Regions from separate parts of the Mus musculus genome. Here regions 1 and 3 are each linked to region 2. A link is a contact called in public promoter capture Hi-C data. All regions are on one chromosome and are shown on one strand. The core of a region is the stretch at or near the end of the contact, and the rest is flanking DNA. Distances in the headings are between cores, read along the strand shown.

Evidence for each region. Promoter capture Hi-C pulls out the DNA fragments that hold promoters and counts their contacts.
Region 1: a contact with region 2 is called in a promoter capture Hi-C map of neutrophils, with 8 times the contacts expected there. The contact joins the enhancer-like site here to the promoter of Ubxn4 in region 2. A contact is called at or near these places in 20 of 39 promoter capture datasets (the 3T3-L1 cell line, 3T3-L1-derived adipocytes, the C10 cell line and 12 more), 4 of 484 Hi-C or Micro-C datasets (CD4 T cells, Th1 cells, natural killer cells and 1 more), 9 of 115 datasets of contacts at active chromatin or transcription factors (the 230-238 cell line, T-cell acute lymphoblastic leukemia, acute myeloid leukemia and 6 more) and 2 of 9 other capture datasets (embryonic stem cells and liver).
Region 3: a promoter capture Hi-C map of embryonic stem cells shows a contact between it and region 2, with 2.9 times the contacts expected there. The contact joins the enhancer-like site here to the promoter of Ubxn4 in region 2. A contact is called at or near these places in 11 of 39 promoter capture datasets (the 3T3-L1 cell line, 3T3-L1-derived adipocytes, the C10 cell line and 6 more), 1 of 15 datasets of contacts at CTCF or cohesin (embryonic stem cells), 1 of 484 Hi-C or Micro-C datasets (pro-B cells), 4 of 115 datasets of contacts at active chromatin or transcription factors (embryonic forebrain, extraembryonic endoderm stem cells, neural tube and 1 more) and 1 of 9 other capture datasets (embryonic stem cells).

The regions. Positions count from the first base shown.
Region 1 is chr1:128,831,410-128,834,109 of GRCm38.p6, reverse strand. No RefSeq gene overlaps it. Among named protein-coding and RNA genes, the nearest start is that of Gm23056, 53 kb to the left of the region's middle. Within about 2 kb of position 1,334, at least 115 of the 459 cell types and tissues checked have an H3K27ac peak or open chromatin away from gene starts, as enhancers often do. A contact at or near this core is called in the 230-238 cell line, the HPC-7 cell line, T-cell acute lymphoblastic leukemia and 10 more, where this site is marked.
Region 2 is chr1:128,242,749-128,245,448 of GRCm38.p6, reverse strand. Ubxn4 (UBX domain protein 4) reads right to left here and starts at 1,312. Exons shown (of 13, transcript NM_026390.3): 1 at 897-1,312. The coding sequence starts at 978. It overlaps Gm41949 (a long non-coding RNA gene), which reads right to left and starts at 890. Exons shown (of 2, transcript XR_878509.3): 1 at 807-890; 2 at 1-686.
Region 3 is chr1:127,506,260-127,508,959 of GRCm38.p6, reverse strand. All of the region lies in intron 5 of Tmem163 (transmembrane protein 163), which reads left to right. Among named protein-coding and RNA genes, the nearest start is that of Gm41947, 28 kb to the right of the region's middle. Within about 2 kb of position 1,444, at least 13 of the 459 cell types and tissues checked have an H3K27ac peak or open chromatin away from gene starts, as enhancers often do. A contact at or near this core is called in embryonic stem cells, where this site is marked.

The sequences.
Region 1 (2,700 bases), core at 85-2,584, 590 kb before region 2:
GCAAACTGGGACCAGTAGTAGATCCCTGCAGGCTGTCTGTGAAGAGAAAAATACACACTCTGCTTTAAGAGAGGTGGAGGCAGACATGGGTTCCCTCTGGGTACCAACAACTGTCTGGACATGTTTCTTCTGTGGGGAGAAGCCAGCATTCAGAAATAGTTCTATTTTCTCTCCAGCCTCCCCTCCTTCCCCACCTCCCTCCTCTCCACTTCCTTAGGGACTACTCAGAACATCTAAAGAGGACTTCAAAGCTTGTGTGCAAACAATGCAGCCTTGACCACAGGTGCCTTCCTCATCATCACCAAAGAGCGATTTTGAGAGACTCCCCAGAGGAGAAGCTTCTAATGGTTTAAGCGCCAGTCTGCCCACCACGCTTCCCATGGCAGACTCAGACTGTAGTCTACGGAGCACACTCCTTCTCTGTTCTCTGCTGCAGTAGGTCTCCCCCAGATACTAGCAAAGTCTCTAGGTATTATGTCCTCCCAACACATGCAAGTGAACAGCTAGAGTGGACCCCATGGACAACCAAGGATGTCTGGGCACAAACTGGCGAAGTTAACCTTGCGGACTAACTATTGGGATCATCTCCAGCTGGCACTGGCATCATCGGTCAGCTTTAGACAAAGACAAAGCCGGGCAGCACTGAAGTGTCATTTGATCCTACGGACCAGCCCTCATTTTCACCACAGTTGAGGTCGGATGAAGTGCTGCCATGAAACTGAGCCCAGGGCAGGTCTAGCCACAAGAGATGACAGCTCTTTATCACACGAGGGACCCATGCCAACAGCCGTGCAACATCTGTGCATCAATTAGCAGCAAAGACATCCCTCCTGGGGTGAGGGAACAACAGAACGTTAGAATTGTTCTTCCTCTTTCCATCTGTGCTTCCTGAGGCCCACAGAGCCACAAAGAGGACACCCCACAGATGGTTTGGGGTGCCACAATTACTGTTCTTTCTACAATAGTCTAACTCGCTCAACTTCAAAGAAAGTAACCCCTGCTGGTTAATGACAGCTAAGCCGAGGAAGCAAACAGCAAAGGAGAGATAGCTCTGGAGAGACAGTTCTGGTTTTGTTAGCTGTTGGCCACTAGGATTTAGTGAGACTCTTCCATTCCAATAATGAGCCATTTGTGGAAGCCTTCACGGAGCTTGCCTGTGTTGTCCCCCCCCCCACAGCCCCGAAACCTCCACCCCAACCCACCCCCACACAAACACATAAAGAAGATCTACTTCAACAGAGGATGGCCCTCCACATCAGATGTTCCCCTCTGGAGCAAGCAGGGTCTCAGACCACAGACTGTAGTGGGTTTGCCTCGACACCAGAGGGCGCCCTGTGGTCATGTTTCCCTCTAGGTTACGTGACTTCTGAGTTTGACAAAAACCAAGAGCCAAGCGCCAAGCACAGAGGGATTGCTTGTTTTGTTTTCTTTTGCTTTGTTTTGCTTTGCTTTGCTTAAATAGTCCTCTTGGGATAACATCAGACTCTCATCCTACACAATTATTTTGCTTTGAACAATGTCCTTTGACCCATGCTGTTGGGAACCCTAACAGAGAAACGCTTTTCTACGCACATCGCTCTTTCGTTATGACAGTTGTTTGTTTGCTAACTGCTTGTTTCAGAATGACGACTCAGATCGCCTCAACTGCAGGCTGCAGGGGAGAAAAGTTTCTCACCAGCCCGTCAGGGCTCACAGGACTAACAGGACTGACCTAGGCGTGGCTTTCCCACCCCGACCCTCTCACCCTCATCCCCCACCCGCATCCTCCCACCCCACATCCCATCGGCTCTTTAGCGTGTGTACTTTCGTCACCCACCTTCTTCCAACAAAGGCCTAACCAGTTCTGATGCTCTACGTTACTGAGAAAGTCTGTCCTCACTCCTGGAGTGGCTAGATTTGGTCATTCCTATAGCCAGAAGCTTCATTTGCAAGCAGAGTGGCTAAGGCAGACAGACCCATGAACTTGAATTTTGTTTTTGTATAATGCTGTGGTCCATCAAAATAAACGAAGGGTCCCTCTGGGGCCCTGACCAGCTCTTTCTTCTTTGACTTTTCTCAAGTCACACACCACACTTGTGCTTTTGCTTCAGGCAGAGTCTCATGGGGCTCAGGCTGGCCTCCAGCTCACTGTGCAGCACACAGTGATCTTTCTTGCGTTTTACATTTTTCCTGCGCATGGGGTTCTGGGCATGTGTGTGCTACAGTACATGTGTGGAGGTCAAAGAACAACTGGCATGCATTAGTTCACACCTTTCACCATGTGAGCAAGCCCTGGCAACCAAGGAGTCAGGTTTGGCAACAGATGCTCAAGGATGACCTTGACCACGTAAATCCTCCTGCCTCTACTTCCAAGTGCTGAAATTGCAAGCGTGCACCACCGCACACGGGTAACCAATTTCTGGGATGGAACACGGCATTTCAGTTACAAGCTAGGTGATGACTCTGATTAACCCACATCCCCGGCCCACACCACCACCTTTTTGACAGTTACTTTCCTACACAGCCCTTGACATTTTGCACTAAGCCTTTCTAGTGCACTGTCTCTCTAGAATCTAATAACCTGGTCAGCATTTCTCTCATCCACCCATTCAAAGCTGATAGTCTATTCTGTTTCCCCGTGTCTGGCATGTCCCTTCATTTTAGATATACTTTTACTATTTATAATTGATTACTCCTTTATCATATTGTACCAGAATGAGT
Region 2 (2,700 bases), core at 63-2,562:
GACTTCAGCAATAAAACAGGAGGCTATGGAACCAACTGATTTAGAGCAATATGGGGTAAATGAGTTGGCACATGTCTGGAAAACTACATTTTAGGTTAGAAGAGAGGAAGAATCAGGACTGAGTATGTACTTTAAAAACTATGTTAAAAGTTAAAAAAAAAAAAGGTCAACTTGTAATAAAGTAATTATTGCACCTCAGTTCCCTCTGAGTACTATGATAAAAGAGTACCATCTGTGAGCTCAAGTTTATGTTTCGGGAACATTCTAAGACATCAGGTGGTTTCTTTGTGGCTTACCGATGACACAGCTTTCTTGACAGCTCACAACTTTCTAGACCCAGTTGTCTGCCTAGTGGCCTGTCCCAACCACACCCGCACACCAAGAATTAAAAGGTCCAAGCTGCCAGAAGAGGAGATCCCAGAGGACCAAGAAGGGGAACACCAGGGCTGGGGGTCTTGGGGGGGGGGGTCTGCCTGCGACAACCCGATTGCCAAGGCCTGCAGGGCGCGACTCCTCGCAGGGTTCAGTGATTGGGGACAGGGCCTGGACGCGCTTCCCACACAGATGCAGACAGGTCACGCCGGAGTCCCCAACAGACCCCAGAAGCACCAAGTGGCACTGGGCCCGCCCGCGGCCTGGAGAGGCTTGGCGTCTGGGTCGGCCCCGCAGCGGAGCAAGCCTGGAGCCTTATAAAAAAAAAAAAAAAAAAAAAAAAAAGCTGTACTGGCCCGGACAGGAGACGAGCGGCCCCGAAGAGACCGAGTGGACTGGGCGACAGGGTCTTAGGCTGTCTGAGCCCGGCCCACCTTAGCTCCTCCTGCCTAGCTCACTCGACGCTAACGAGAATCCAGAACAAGATCAAAGCGCCACCGTTCTCGGGCCCTCTCCCCAGTCACCTGCCACGAACACCACGAAGACCGCGCCGCTCCTCTTAGCAGACGCGATGGCCGCCGGGATGGCGCCCTGGAACCACAGCATCGTCCCCTTCAGGCCCAGGCGCTCGCTCGGTGTGTCGTCGCCGCGGTGCCACAGCCGACCCCGCCCTCCTGGTTCTTTGGCCTCGTGGCCCCGGCAACCACCGGCTAATCCGGGCCCCGGTCTGAGGACCCAGCCAGCCCGTACGCCCGACAGCCACCCCCTGGGGACGCGCACCGGAGCGCGCTTGGCAAGAAAAGTACGCCCCTGTGTCACGTGACGACGACACTCCTCGTCAGGGGTCGCGCGCCCCGGTGCCTGGTCGGCTAGGTAAGTCCGTAAGTGCGCGCCCCCGCGAAGCCTCGGGTTCCGACTCCAGGAAGTGGAAGGAAGTATCAGGAAGGATGACTAACCGCTACGGCACGTTGACGTCGCCTGCAGTGAGGCTTCCTGGGAATTGTAGTCTTCCGAGGCTTGTTAATTTGCGGAAAGGTAAACTGTGGGCTCAAAGCATGGCGAGAGTGAGCATAGTGAGCACATCAACGCTGTAAGAGTAAATGCTAGGTATCGAGTTGCTGTCACCCTCTGACTTCTGCAAGCAATCTGCTCCACAAATAAACAAGCTTTACGGGGCTTGACCCGAAGCCTTTGGTTTTTATTTAATTTGACCCTGTGAAAAAGATGGGATTCAGAGGGGCGTGGCAAACCACGCATTTAATCCCAGCAATCCGAAAGCAGAGGCCTGCCTGCCTGTATGAGATGGACAGCTTAGTCTACAAGGTGAGTTCCGCGGACTGTCAGGATTTGTACAGAGACCCTGAATAACAAACAAACAAACAAACAAACAAAAACCAACCAACCAACTTACCAAAAACCCCAAACAAACAAAAGAAAAAGACCGGCTAGAGGTACAACAGTGTTCCTCCTCGCCCGCCTCCCACCCCGCAGTACCACATAGGCCCCTTATCTGAAGGGTAAGCGAAGTGGCAGAATGCTGGCTTTTGGCTATAATGTGCATTTACTAACTGGATCACATTGTAAAACCTTCAGCCACTATGCTATGCTATTGAAAAAACTTATTTATTTTTAATTCTGTGAAGACAATCCTCCTACCTGTACCATCCAGCGTGTACCATCTTGGCTGGCTGTACTTAACTTGTATGAATATCATGTAAAGAAAATATTTCTGTTGTTTCCTTGAGTGATAGAGTAAAGAAAGTCTAAATGGAGTAGAATCAACTTGTGTATAGGCCAGTAAGAAAATAAATTAATAACTATGTAAGGTTTATGGATGCATACGAAATCAAAATGGAAGAAAAAACATTTGCACAAGTTTCTAGTGTTTGGTTTCGGACTTGGGGACAAGGGACTGAGGTGCATATTTTCCACACCAAAGCAGACCTGGCCTCCAGGTTCTCCCAGCATCCCTCAGTCCATACCCTGCCTCCAACTTTGAACTTCCCAGTCCAGATCTCTCTCTCTCTCTCTCTCTCTCTCTCTCTCTCTCTCTCCTTGCCCATTCCCACTCCCCCCCCTTCTCTCTTACTATATATCTTCCTCCACTAGCTGCTCCCCTCTCCCTGGTGGCAACTTCCTTGGCCTTGATCCTTGGGGCCAGTGAACTCGCCGACCGAGAGCGGTTTCCCAAAAACCTGCCTTTAATATAATCTAATCTGGCTTAAATTGGCCAATTTCTCCTATCTTCCTTCAAATATATATATATATTTAACTACTTTGATATCCCTTTTCTGCTTCGAAGGCAGATACAAGTGACTAATACAAAGC
Region 3 (2,700 bases), core at 195-2,694, 740 kb after region 2:
ATGTCAGGACTAGCATGACCCAGTCGGTCTTTAGCCACTTAAAGGAATACCCCCAGTATTCCCTTTTTATTACCACTGATCCAGGCATCAGTGTTCAACATCCTGACTTCCACATGGTCTGATGCTAACTTACAAAATTCCAGGCCTTCGAATGGGAGCACAGAGTAATTTGTCAATATATAATTTAATCACTGGGGGTGGGGGAGGGATGAGGCTTGTGCTTAGTGTGATTTCCACACATCTGAGGGGGCGGGGGAGGGTGGTGACGAAAAGTTCTGAAGATGAGAATGACTGTTTTAATTTCACCTGGGGCCATAAATCGATTCTCATGCATTATTCAGCCGGCACCAGCATCGCCCTGGTGGCACTCTGACACATGCAGTGTCGGAACGGTTTGAAATCTGTCCTCATTAGGAAGGCAAAGGACGCCTTTTTGCAGGCATAAGCAAGCGAGCCTCCAGAGTCCCCTCTCACCATCTCACATCCTATGAACAGGAAAGCGGGGGTCAACAGGGGAAGGGTGGCAGATCCGGCCTCCATCTGATGTTAGTAGCTATAGTTCATCGTGTCCCAGTGTTGCAACTGTTACTGTCACCTCCTATAAAGAATAAGCCCCGCATGGGAGGTGACAACTGGCACACACTATTGAAATAATTTCATTTTGACACAAGGTTTTCCTGTGAGCAGCGGCATGAATACAAAGGCTCAGAGATGCAGCTGTCTGGGGAAAACAGGAGTGGTGCCTGGGACTGCAGAGAGACTCAGCAAGGTGATGCTAGAAACAGCTGCTTGGCGTGCCTGGCAACTCATGCCTGTGCCACAGGATAGCTATGAATGCGGCCACATAAAACTCTACTCACTTAAAACATTATGAGATTTTTCCTCTCTCTCTCTCTCTCTCTCTCTCTCTCCCACCTCTCTCTCTCTCTCTCTCTCTCTCTCCCTTCCTCCCTTTCTCCCTCCCTCCCTCCCTCCCTTTTTAACTCCGTTGTGTGTTTTTTCCAGCTTGGACTTTGTAGATGACAGATGGTGTTACAATGTCAAAAGGTTGGCCATGTTTTACTATGTATGGAAGTATATGAATGGATGAAAGTCATGGAGAAGATGCAATCAGATGTCCTTACCCTGTGTGTTGATGGGAGGGATCTTGGGGGAGTGGGATGCTGAGAGAGGGTGATGTTCCATATTAGCCAGCAAGTTGGAAGAGGCACATTTTCATGGACATATCCTGATGGCCAAGATCTCACTCTGTGATTGGACTAGCTTTCTAAGAGTCTGTTGTAGCTCCCAATGGAGGAAGCACAGCTAAGCCTCCACCTTTGCTCTTTTCTCTCTGACTTTACCTCCTGGTCTCCTAAATAAGGGGACAGCATTAGACCTTGTGAGGTTAAATCTTGATTGCCAGATGGCTTGTAGCTGGAATTGACCTTTGGGTGGGTCTGTGAGGGAATTTCCAGGAAGGGTTAACTGAGACAAAGGACCCTGTCTCAGAATGGGTGGTGCCGCCTCCCAGGTGGCCTTCACTTGTTACTGTTAAATGAATCTCCTGCCACCGTCCTTCCCCACCATCAGAACCCAGTTTCTTCAGCTTTCCACTGTAGGCTGAAGCCCCGCAGCTCTTCAGGAGTCCTCCAGGGCTTCTTTAGCACCAGACAGGGACTGCTGAGTCACCTGGCCTCATGGACTGCTCAGCTACTGGGTTCTCAGCTTTACAAAGGTGCAGATGGTCACCCTTGGACTGGCTGCCGGCAATTTGATTAATCAACTGCGCGTGCGTGCGCGTGCCCTCGCTCATTACCCTTCTCTAGAGAATCCCAATACAGGCCCTCTTGGCTGCCCTTCTATTTGTTAGCTCCATGAAGTAACAATTTCTCCACTGGGAACCTAAATGGGGAAAAAGTGCTTTAAGCACAAGCAGCATAGATGTAATTATAAAAAACCAAAACCAAAACCAAAACCAAAACCCCAACTTTTTTTTGGAAGGTGCTGAGACCAGTAGAATAAACATCAGACCACGCAGGAGAAGGGGCTGAAGCTTGCAGCAACATGTATGAGCCTCAGAACATGATAAAAGAATTCTGATGGAAACACGCATACTGTGTGGCCAACTGTATAAAATCCAAGGACAGGAGGGATTAATATATGTGCGTGAAGTCATAAAGCAACTGTGTGGGGTTAAGTGAGGGTATGAGGGAGCTTGCTGGGTGTCTGGGGGAGAGAACTTTCTGGGTTTTTTTTGGTTGGTTTATTTATGTTTTACTACTGTCACAATAAGAGTCAATCTCTAATATCTATGTTCAAATGTTTTATTATAGCTTAATATTTTTAGTGTAGGGGCGTGCACGCCACTGTGAGAGTGTGGAGATCAGAGGATAGCTTACAGGAGTCAGACCTTTCCTTTTCTCATGGGGCTGGGACTGAGTTCGGAGAGGGTTCGGCTTGGCAGCAAGCGCCAACTACCCACTAAGCCAGCTTTCGAGCCTTGTAATCTTTGTATTAAATGTACATTAATTATACCTCAATAAAAAAACATACAGGATGGCACCTACTGACAATCCCAGAGATGGAAGCCAAAAGATTAGAGTTCAGGGGCATCCCTTGTTTTATAGTGAGTTTGAGGCTAGCCTGGTCTGCATGAACCCTGTCTCAGAAAAATAAAGTAAAATAAAATAAAATAAAATAAAATAAAATAAAATAGAG